Linked DNA regions of Zea mays: region 2 is linked to region 1. A link is a contact called in public Hi-C data. All regions are on one chromosome and are shown on one strand. Each heading gives the region's core, a stretch centred on a gene start, on an enhancer-like site or on the middle of the called end of the contact. The rest is flanking DNA. Distances are from core to core; before and after follow the strand shown.

Region 1 (6,229 bases), core at 2,013-4,512:
AGGGAATGCACAGACCTATAGCCCTGCTTATGGAAGCCCTTCCAGCAATCCTGCTACTATTGTTGCTGTCCTTAATCAACAAGCACATGGCAGTTCTCCCATGGTGCTTCATCACTTGGGACCCCAGTCAGTGCTGAACCATCCGATAGACATTGCTGAAAAGGTTACTCGGATGGGTTACTCGAAGGATCAGGTTGAGGGTCTTGCACTCCGTATGGTGGCTGCAGGCCAGCCTGCAGACCATAACCCCCTGCATGATAGGTTGAGCTCTGTTAGCCATGGTGTAGCTCCTCATGCATGGTCTGGATAGGTAAGAACGACAAATGCAGCCGTCACGCTTACTTATTACTCATGAGGTGTTTGTGTGATATATCTCGGTATGTGCTTTATTATCGTCGGAAATCTTCAGGTATTTCCTCTGGCGTCTTTTTTTATCAGCCAGGATTGCATATCCACCAGCTTATTTTTACCAGTTGGAGGATCGAGATGAAATAAGTCTGTTTAGATTAGTTAAAGTGATCCTGGCATATGTCCTGCCTTTTAATGGACACATGCTTGTAATTTTCTCGTGGACTTGCACACGCATGATTGGAATATAAAACGATACGATAATTTGTTGGTTGCTACTACTTTCTTGCTTGGTCAACTGCTCAGACGCCTGTAGACGGCTCCCTTTGGAATGTCGGAAAGTTTCCTGTAAAAATGAACTGATTCCGGTGAAATCTATATGTTCCAAATGGGACCTGAATTTTCACATAAATTACTCATATAGGATAATCTGAGCTGTGAGAAAAAGATGGATGTGCGGATGTTATTATGAGTCAACATTTTTGGGATGGTGAGATCTCTCGGGTTCCAGCAGTTCCTTGGTCCAAGCGCAGCACAGCTGCATAAACCTTCAGATCAAGGTGATGGCGGTCTGGCGCACATGAACGAACGATGTTCAAATCCACCAGTGTAGTCTAACAGTGCACGATCACCTGCAGGACAGTGTTTTACACGATGATCTGCAAGAGCAAGAGAACCTAAGATCCGGTCTAGATTTTCTTTTCAGTATAGCTTTTCATAAGTTATAAAAATATAATTCTAAATATAACTCGTTTAAAACTAATTATACATTTATTAAGTAACTAATTGCACGTTCATGAAGTAACATATGAAGTAACGAACGAAGTAACGTATGAATGTAAACTGTATGAATGTAGTTTACATTATCATTTAAATAAATGTGGAAATAAACTATATTCATTATTATTTGAATGTGGAAATAAAAACAGTGACCTCGAAAGAAGTATATTTTAGGGGAAGGAGAGTTTTTTTTTATGGAGGGAGTACAATTGCTATTGCAATAACTATTTCTCACACTAAATACAAAGAACGTACGTGTATGTGCTCAATAATTATTCCATCCGACCTTTGCAAGGCTGGAACGACATGGACCGGTGAACAGACAAGCACCACCCGTCTGGAAGATTGCACAAGGAATCCTATGCTGTGCATCTCAAGGTCTCAACCATATACCACCACTAGCTTGTTCTGTACTCAGCGCTCGGTGGCCTGCCTCCTCGTCGTCGTCGTCACGGACGCTGCAAATGGCAGCATCCCCCAGTTCAAGATCAACCAACACGAAAATGTCTGACACACAGCACACCAGAACACGAGGCGCTCTACTGCCCGAGCAGCCTCTTGACGCCGGACTTCTGGTCCGCCGAGAGCCTCGCCGGGAACTTGATGTCGAACTTTATCCGGAGGTTGCCCTTCCTGGACGGGTCCTTGGGGACGGGCATGCCCTCGCCGCGCACCACCTCCTCGTACCCCGGGTGGATCACGGAGCTGATGGGCACCGTCAGGATGCGCCCGTCCAACGTCGCCAGGCGCGCGGTGTGCCCCGTCAGAGCCTCCGCCAGCGGGACCTTCTGGGTCACCACCAGGTCGTTGCCGTCGCGGGTGAACACCGGGTGCGGCTTCTCGTCGATGATGAAGACGAGGTCCGCCGGGATCGTGTGGGGCGTCTCATTGCCCTTCTCCGGGAACGTGATCTTGGTGCCCTTCTTCCACCCGGGCTTCACGTCGATCGTTAGGATCTCTTCCACTGGCATCGTCTTCCTGCACACACACAGGGTAGCAGTGGTCAGTACACAAGCTGCAAATGGAGCTCAGCTCTCTTTTTTTAATGGGTTCTGGAGCTAGCTCACGAGCCAAACAAGTTGGCGCACCCAAATGGCCAAATACAAATAATTTAATTCAACCGAGTGAGCTACACATTGATGCAAGTTCAGCTTGAATTCAACAGCAGAAATTAACCAAGCATAAATCTGGCAGGGATCACTTCATCCAGTTAGCTCAAGCAATTTTAAGGCGTCGCCGGTTCAATTTCAAATACTATTAACTAAGAACAGTAAATAAACGATGCTGGGACCGAGATGAGAAGAGAGAGCAGGCACTTACCCACTGGCGTCAGCAATTTCCCTGGAAATCTTCATCTTCTTGGTGGTGCCCTTGTACAGCTCCTCCAGGCTGCACGGCAGCTTCCGCTCGATGGCCGGCGCCTTCACGGCACGTCCGCCGGTGTGCATGCCGTGCCCGTCCGGGCCGCCGCCGCCGAACGCAGAGCCGAACATATCGTCCCCGAAAATGGACGAGGAGAACCTCGACCCGCCGGCCCGCATGCCGGGCATCCCACTCCCGCCCATGCCGCCGAAGGGGCTGGAGCCGCCGAAGAACTCGGCGAAGATGTCATCCGCGTTGCGCGGGTTAAACCGGAACACCGTCGGCCCGTCGCCGCCGGTGGAGAAGAAGGTTGAGCCCGCCCCGCCGGCGCCCGGCGGCGGCACCTGCCCCTTGAGCCCCTCCTCGCCGTACTGGTCGTACACCGCGCGCTTCTGCGGGTCGCTGAGGACCTGCACGGCGACAACATAGAGCAAGAGCGGGTCACGACATTCGCTCGATTGGGCAGTGAGTCCGGCATGGATTTCTCCGGACGCACGCACACTTACATCGTATGCCTCCGAGATCTGCTTGAACTTGTTCTCGGCCTCCTTCTTGTTATTGGGGTTCTTGTCGGGGTGCCACTTCATGGCGAGCTTGCGGTAGGCCTTCTTGAGGTCGTCGTCGGTGGCGCCCTTGTCGACGCCCAGGATCTTGTAGTAGTCAAGCCCCATGGCTGCTGCTTTGCTTGCTTCCTTCCTTCCTTCCTTCGCGCTTCGCCGCTTTGGTTGGCGTGCCCGCGCTCGTTTGGGCGTTTTCACTGTCCTTGCGAGTTGCGACTCGGTGAGGTTTGTTTGGTACGGGGGAGGAGACGGGAGGAGACAAAAGGGGAAGTGAGAAGCGTCTGGATAGAGGAGGCCTGGAGGCGACGAGCCCGGTCTGGCGACGAGTGCGGAAGCTTCTGGAAGGGGCAGGAGCTCCCACGACTCTTCAAGTGACGTGAGACGGATGTGCACACTGCACAGACAGCTTCGGCGCCGTTTGGATCCAATGGGATACTGAAAATCCAGTTCAAAATATCTCATACAGATTCAATAGATTTTAACTGCTACAGTAGTACTACTAGTGTATGGCGCCCGCCCATGCCTGGGTATCGATCCGTTTAGCAGCATAGTATAATGTATAATGATTGTATATATGTTTGAGAGTAAATAAACATATAAGAGCAAAGCAAAGGAAACCAGGTTCCAGTGTTTGAAGTAGTTGTAAGATAAAAGGGTGTATTATAAGTTGTAACAATATTATATTGTTTCAAGCAAGTTGTACATATACATACACATTTCATAATATAAGAGATAGTTCAGTAAACTATTTATAGTTTTGAACATATGGTTTTTCTCACATTTTATGACACATTTTTTCAGTGCAAACATATAGAAGGGAAACATCGATGAGTTTAACATTTTATCTGCATATATGTCCATTTATAGTTTTGAAGAAAATGAACATATATTATAGGCAGAACATACTTCAATTGCAAGTGGTTGCACATGTATACTTAGGTCATAAAGGTATACCTTTTGCTAGATCTGAACATTAAAAATCAATGTTAATCACTTTTAAGTATGCAACATACCTTAACATAACTATGCTTCTGTAAATCAATAAATACTTCACATGAATCCTCGCAGTTTATAGTATAAAACACAATGTGTTTGCTGCTCTTTCGGCAGTTTTCATTAATAAACAACTGAAAAAAGCATCATGAGCATGAAAACTTTCTGTAGAGTTACTGAAGTGACATATTAAAAAGTATAACTATTTCTAGAGAAGAATATGCAACTTCATTTTAAGAGATGCAATGCTAAGTATAACAATGTCAAACTTGTCAAGAAATTCTCCATCAATTAATCATGGATCACCTGAAGAAAACAACAAATCAAGATACTCAGAAGTATCAAAACAGTTAGGAATCCTTAGCAATATAATAATATGGTAACAACTTATATTATTGTACCTAAGCTTGTAGAATTCTGGAGCAACTGCGCAACTTATTAGTTAGTACTAAGAAAACATCATGTAGTCACTTAAGGTTTTTGTTCTTAGAAAAAAATTATTAACAACCACCATGAGTATTAAATGCACATTAACGTAGAATATCCCCTTAGTATAAGAAAGTAGGATCACGACAATTCAAGAATGGGAGGAAGAAAATCCTTCTTACCTGAGATTGAGTAGCCTAGATTTGATCCCGCTCTTTGTGTGAGGATATGTAAAACACATATGTAGTATGTGTGGTAATAAATTATGTTTTTGTGTATACAAATTACCATGTATGGACATAAAAACGTTGTTAAATAGAATATGGCTGCTGACTTGTACAATCATTTATTTATGCAGTTAAGGGGCATGTTTAAATACTATGTTGTATATTTTCTTGAAAAAAAAGTTGGGGTAAAAAACTGACTACAGTTTGTTTATCGGATAAACTATATTGTTTCAATGGAAATTAAAAGATGAAAAGAACAACACTGCATTGTCTTCAATGGAAAAGGCATATCTGTGTTCAGTAGAACTCGTAGTTTTTGGTGATGGGTTTGTACGATCCCAAATAGCGAATGAACATATAAAATTAATAAGTAAATAAGTCAGATTTCAAGTAAAGTTAACAATGTATCGAGAAAAAGTAAGATGGTTTGTGCTTCATTATTTCACTGATTTAATTTACTGCCCTTAAAAATAGGGTTTTTAATTAATTACAGTGAACTATGTGACTCCCTTGGAACGGTATTTGTATTGACCAAGGATGATGATAATGATGATGGCAGAAATGCAAAATCACAGGACCATTAGCAGCTGAACCTCATACACCTACAATTTGAACAAAAAACAAACAAAAGAATAACCGTAAATAAGGTGTAATGCAAAATGTACATTCTGTAAGTAATGTACAACTATTAATGCCCCTGCAAATCAAATATAGATAAGGAGTATAACATCGAGATCATGTACCTCTTCTATTATGGCTGCAATGTCTCAGTGATGTAGCCTACTTTAGAAGTGATTAGAGACCTCCTCTTGCCTGCACATTACACACCAAGTCATGATAAAGGTTAGGATTAAATAATTGTCCTAAAACCATAGTGTCAAACCATCAAGATTCACATCATTATAAAAAAAATAGAATTTACTATGTCCCGTAGAATTGGAACTAAGCTTATATCCAAATCACCTCGAGCTTTCATCGGAATCAGGACGTCTTTCAAGACTCGTATGAGCTGCAATGTCTCACTGATGTAGCCTGCGTTAAAAAAGATTAGAGACTTGCTCTTGCCTGTATAGTACACACCATATCATGAAAAATGTTAGAATAAAATGATTGTTCTAATATCATATTGTCAAAACATTAAGATTCACATCATTATAAGAAAAATGGGAATTACTATGTTGCCTAGAACTGGAACTAAGCCAATACCTAAATTACCTCGAGCCTTAATCCCAATTAGGACGTCTTCCAGGAGTCAGATCATCTAAACATCACATAGGCTATAGATACCGCAATAAACAAATTCACGGAACTAAAAATTGCAACAGAGTCCACCTAGAGGATATTCATACTCCTGAAGAACATGAGAACAAATTCGATGTGTAAACCTTTTGTGACTTCTTCTCTGCCATGTGGAAGGGGCACCGACTTGCTCTCACCGGTGAACTGGTTCACACACATATGCATGGATTAATTGTTTTCATGGTGGCAGACGTAATTTCAAGCCCCTCCCCCTCCACGACGTCTTTAGATCAC
Region 2 (6,229 bases), core at 1,216-3,715, 500 kb after region 1:
TTTTGTCATCTCCGTGACCAGTGAGAGACGATCCAATGCAGCTTCATCTATACCTCCCATCTAGAATAAGTAGCAAAAGGCTCGGAGGTTAGTGTCCTTCAATATGAAAACAATTACAACTGAAGCACCTAAGTATCAGTCTACAATTCCCTCCATGTTCGAAAGATGACTAATTCATTTGTTCAGAAATGTACCTGGTTGTAGATGAACATGCTCGACAGCAGAACAGCCAAGGAAAATATTTGGATGCTATAGGTCCCCTGCCAAAATGGAAAGAGTACACATGAGACAACATTGCAGAAATTCCAAATATATGCAGTATTACACAAACAACTAAATAAGATCACCAGAGAAGTAAGCTATAGTCAACACACTTCAGTGCTATGATTCTGATTCACCCAAAAGTGCAGCTCAACAAAAAAAGGTGTGGGTCCAATTAAAAAATATCATAATTGTTAACATCAATAAGCACACATCATTGTCAATTCTAAATAATAGGCTGTTAATTCAAGGGTAAGCCGCTAGTACATACCGTTTGGTCATAAGCATCAATTCCTTCAGTATCCAACAACACAAGACTGTATTCAGTTCCATCCAAACCAGTTCTCTTCAAAGGCGTACTCCACATCCAAAGTCCCTTTGTGCAAGGACGATGTGTTGAAGCCACTTGAAAACCGCTGCTTCGCCCAAGAAGCTACATAGAGTGTCAATTTTATCAAGTGATGCAGAGAATTAAACAAAAATAACGTCGATGAAAGAACATCAACTTATATTAAAGCTAGGTATGGGGTATATAGTGACTCGTAAGAATGACACCTCATCTAAAATTACTAATACGTTCTAAATTTCATTTCATGGATCCAAATGAGGTTAAAGAAACTGAGAAGCTTTAGTGTACACACTTACCATCTAGAAAAAGAAAAATAGGAAACAGTAAACTCTTGAATCTATAACCTAGAATACCTAGAAGCAGCAATTTTCCCATACCTTAATTAAAACTACAAAATTACTGAAGTCATTTAAAGACTTTGTACCAGTATGACGCTAACAAAATGAAGATGCTAACAGACCATTTAAAAATGAACAGTAATTGATAATGTTCTGTTATATGCCATTTAAAAATTAGAAGTAATCTTCGCTCCTAGAGTCCTAGTCAATTTGTACCACACCATCCCTTCATCTTTTACAAGTCTAAATCAAATAAGTGAATAACTGTTTAAACAAGTTGAAGCCCGTAGTGATGTTTAACCAAACTTTTGTGTTCCTACTTCCTACACTTTTTTCGCATCCTAGGCACCCACCAGCTTTTGTCAATTATTACTCACGGAGTTCTTTGTTTGGTTTTGCAGAATCCTATGCTTAGCACCACCCAAGCATGGAAATGTAACGTTCATATGATTCCAGAACATAAAAAGGTTCCATGGACTAATTGCACGATGACAACCGGACTAATCCTTAAAAGGAGATAACACACCTACAATCAAAAAGCCAATACTCCTACAGTCAAGAGAAAGCATTCATTTGCTAATAAAAGTGCAATACACCATTCTAATACTGGGATATGTCACAATCCTGTAAGGTGGTCAAATTGTGGTTTAAGTCCATAAACTTCCTTTGAAACACTGATGTTGCTAACAAGAACCACACACCTAATGTATGAACACGTCTTAACCCATAACCATTTCATGAGGAATTAAGCCACACACATTGATACTCCTTAAATTTCAATTCCCTGTCTCTGACTGAAAGTTGCACGCATGTTGAGTTCTATTATCCTAATGCTTCTCGCACTGTCAACTCGCAACATATTTCCGAATTGCGGGCAAAAGCTACAATTCCACCAGTCAATGAGTCAATAAACCCTAGAAGACAAGATTCTACATAAACCCTACAAATCAAGTTGCAAAAATTATCACTTGAACTTTCAAAGGTCCGGCCGAAGCCCCAAACTAAACCAGCGGGTCATCCATCTCAGAAAAACAACGCCGAAACCGTAGCCGCGCACCGCACCGTCGACGCACAGACCCAGGCGTCACCCGAAAAAACCAACTCGCCCCATCGCGCGCCGTACCTGGTTGAGGATGAAGCTCTTGCCCTGGCGCGCGCGGCCGCAGACGGAGACGACCCCGACGGGGCCCTTCACGAGCTGCAGCGCCGCCGCCGCCTCGGGGTCCATCACGAACCTGCCCTTCTCGTCGCAGTACGCCAGGCGCAGCGGCCGCGCGGGACCCGCGACCGCGCCGCCGTCCCCGCTCATGACGGGGGTCGCCTCGCCAGCGCTGGGGCTCCCCCCGCGGAGGCCCAGCATCTGGAACATCGCGAAGTCGCCGCCGACGGCAAGGAGAGGTCCGTGAGCCTGTGTTTTTTCTGCTTTCAAAAAATGGGGAGAGGGAAAGGCGGGTTCAGCAGGGATCGCGAATGCCCTCGTCCCTCCCTCCAAGGTTCAGCAAAAGCAACGAAACGACACGGTCGCTGGCGGAGGTTGAGCCGACGTCGGTTCCCGCCGCTGCGTTGGAACGACGCGACGTGGGCCACGCGGCTGCCCTTAGTGGGCTTCACGCGCTGCGTCTCTGTGCTGCTGAGATGGACTGTTGGGCCTTGATCCGTCCAGAAAGGCTTCCCGTTTCTTTTTCTTTCTTCTTTGAATTCAGCAGGTCGGTGCTGAGCTTGTGACCTGGACTTGTTTTTTTTTCTATTCAAAATATTTTGCCTTTATTTAAATCACGGACCAAGATTTGTGGGACTTGCCGCAAGAATTAAACAAAAATTGTTTGTTTGTAAGTCAGTTTTTTATACTGCTCTTTGATCATCGTGGCTCGTCGTCTGGACAATATTGGGAGTGTCAAATAAAATATACTAGTGGGTTGCCCGTGCGTTGCGACGTCTTACAACAATACCTATGTAAATTATCTACTAAAAAAATTCAAGATTTTTTATTAATTGTCTCTACTCTCCATATAATATTTTTTGATTTGGCTAACTGATATTATTTTTACTTCATCCAATATGTCTTGGTACAACACGACCAATAAAGTGAGCGATTAGAAGAGAGTTCACAACGACTCACTAAACGAACAGAGATTATAAAATAATATAATTCCACCATACAGAGACCAAATAAGAGAAAGTTTGTGGGCTCAAGTTTCTAAAATAAGTCTCATGAACTCAAACTTATAAAAAAGATAGATCAAAATATGGAGTGATTGCTAAAGTCAGGAATCAATAAAAATTGTATGCACTCCATATAAATTATGCTACTTTCTAGCAATTACTAACGTTTAGAACCAACAAATAACCTTTCATTTTACTGTTAGTGTAACAAATCATTGTTGCTCCATCCAATTCAACAACCTCAAACACCATTGAGTTCATTGCGCCAATGTGGTCTCAGAAACGACCTAATGTTTGCAAGAGCCAAGAACGTTGTGTCGTGCTTGTGCTGTAGCCTCGGCCCGTAGTATTGGCCCGGTCCGACACGATTATATTTTTTTATTTTACAAAAAACGTATATACATATATACAATTTATATTTTTATATTAATTATTAAAAATATATAAGCATGATGTTCCACTGGTTAGATAGCTTCACCCAGTGTGTCCCGCCCTTCATTCATCACGGCATTGGTTCAAACCTCACCTCCTACACCGTTTTTTTAACATTTTATGTTGATTTAATCAAATGGGACGACGAGCTAACGAGCTGGCCCGACACAGTCAGCAGGTCGACATGACATGCCTGGCCAGAGTTATGGCCCACAGACGTTTGGCTCGTGCCGGGCCGCCATTTGGCCATCTATAGGCGTGTATCAGGTTAATTTGAAATAGCTACGAGAAGTTATTTGTAAAAAAAATGACGCGGAATGACCGTTAAAACTGATGCTTTAAGTATAGTATAGATATAGATTAATAAAGTGCTCATATATTACTATGATTTTTATTTTTTAATTATAAAATATAAAGCATAAGCACATATACATTTGTTGGCTAGGTACGTATGAATATATATATTTTAAAATCAATAATCATGGTTTGAGTCTCTATTTATACATAATTATGTGAAAAGATTATGGAAATCGTAGAATTAGAAAATATAGTAGCTTTAATATATAGAGAATATAAAAAAGTGAAGAAAAGAGATTGAATTAGAAAAGGTAACTTTTGTCTTCGATAAGTTGCCTCCCTCTAGATAAGTGGGGTTTGTCACTTTTTAAATGAAAAAATCTGGTAAAATGTGTCTAAGTTTCTAGACACTTCTAAAAAATATTCGAGATATGTAGAGATACTAGCAATCAAAATTAAATATTCCAAATCAATAAGTGTACCTAAAAACTTGTAAAAAGTAGATTTAGCACCTAATTTGTTTGAACCAGGCCGCTCGTCTACCTAATAAAGCTAATGCCTCTATCATTTTATTATAAATTAATACCCTTAATTTTGCCACATTCCTCATTTTTACCATTACTCGTATTTTTTTCAGTTTTGTCCTTCTCCTCTATAGTTGTCACACCCGGATTTAAGGGATAAAGCCGGGTGCATCTCATATGTGCGCCAAGAAAGAACAACACACATATAATAACAGAGTGCATAGAGATAAATGTCATAAATATCATGAATGTACTTATTATATAGCAGAAGTCTTACAAAATAAATGATAAATATAAAACGAACTAAATCTTATTTCTCTAACACCACAAAGCTAACTGGGAGACGCCACCTAGATTAAGTCGAACTCGTCGCTGGGCGGCTCCTCTTGAACCACCTGTTCTTCTTCTGTGGGGGTGAGCAAGGGTGAGCTCACATACGTTCATAGCTCAACAAGTTGTGGGGAATAATGTGCTTGAACTCACCAAAGGTGGGAGTTCAAGTGAAGTGTAAGGCTGATCAACAAAATAAAGGTTGAAGCTGAGCATTGCTTTTATAAGTTGGTCAAGATTTTATTAGCAGTTACTAAATGTAAGTGAATACCAAACCTTAGTAATAATAAATGAAAGTAATAATAAAATAATCTCAATTCGATGCAAATGACAAATTGAGTTTTAATTTCATAGATTAATCATGTGAGGGTTCGAGCCGCTCATGACCGTGAGCACGGCTAGTATACCAGTTTTACACTCTACAGAGGTTGCACATCTTTACCCATAAGTCATGCTACCCATCTGCCAAGAGACGGCCAATCTCATACACCTCTACCGAGGAGTCGAGGCAGGGTAACACTACGAGGCCTTTACAAAGTTCCACTAGCTTCAGAAAACCAGCTACAGTTATAGAAAGCTCTAGTGCAGTGATCCCTCGCCTGACCGCCATCACAGCAAAATCAACCCAAAGACCTCCCTACACTGACCACTTCCCTACTGCCCTTGCCCCTATCGGGTAAGGTAGTCATCCACTAGCTTTCCTAGTTAATCAGCCAAAGGCATCCCATACTATCCTTGTGGTAGCACTGTTTTCCCGGGTGGTCGCTCCATGTTCCCATTAACATAATGATCTTAACATGAACAGTATTAATAAACAGATAATAAAAGTGTAATCATGAATAATGTATCTTCATACCCAAAATCACATAAAGCAATAACAAGTACTATCCAAAAATATTCAGTGGTAAAACAAGGTATAAATATAGCCAAAACTGGGGTAACCTATTGGATCCCATCAAAATTAACCTATGCAGATCATTATGATTAATAAGAACATGACTGTGTAAAAAGAAGTGATCAAGGACACAACTTGCCTTCAATGAGCTCCTGCTCAGCAACTTCTATCGGCTGAACCTCAGGATCCACAGTAGCTTGCTCGTCTACTCGCATGAATACAAACATACATAGTTGTCGGGGACCATAATTAGGGGTACCCCCAAGACTCCTAATCTCAGCTGGTAACCCCCATCAGCACAAAGCTGCAAAGGCCTGATGGGCGCGATTCCGGTCAAGGCTCCATCCACTCAAGGGACACGATCTCGTCTCGCCCGAGCCCAGCATCGGGCAGGAACAGTAGACCAAGGGAGATTCACGCCTCGCCCGAGGGTCTCCTCAAACAACGGACGCACCTTTGACTCGCCCGAGGCCCGGCTCGGGCAGGCTTCGCGGAGAAGCAACCTTGGCCAGATCGCCACGCCAACCGACCGTATCGCAAGAGCATTCAATGCAAGGATCGCCTGACACCTTATCCTAGCGCACGCTCTTCAGTCGACAAGGCCGCAGTGACCGCAGTCACTTCGCCGCTCCACTGACTG

The links. Hi-C and Micro-C count contacts between places; a contact is called where the count stands out from the background.
Region 2: a contact with region 1 is called in a Hi-C map of ear, with 3 times the contacts expected there. The contact joins the promoter of LOC100272243 here to the promoter of LOC100382308 in region 1. A contact is called at or near these places in 6 of 25 Hi-C or Micro-C datasets (bundle sheath, ear, leaf and 2 more).

Annotation. Positions count from the first base shown.
Region 1 is chr8:70,206,390-70,212,618 of Zm-B73-REFERENCE-NAM-5.0, forward strand. LOC100382308 (HSP40/DnaJ peptide-binding protein) reads right to left here and starts at 3,263. Exons shown (of 3, transcript NM_001175057.1): 1 at 2,997-3,263; 2 at 2,449-2,900; 3 at 1,392-2,106. The coding sequence starts at 3,161. The coding sequence ends at 1,668. LOC100274598 (putative DUF1421 domain family protein) reads left to right here. Exons shown (of 3, transcript NM_001148950.1): 3 at 1-625. The coding sequence ends at 310.
Region 2 is chr8:70,711,059-70,717,287 of Zm-B73-REFERENCE-NAM-5.0, forward strand. LOC100272243 (Guanylate-binding family protein) reads right to left here and starts at 2,466. Exons shown (of 14, transcript XM_008656297.4): 1 at 2,072-2,466; 2 at 533-694; 3 at 195-260; 4 at 1-60. The coding sequence starts at 2,317.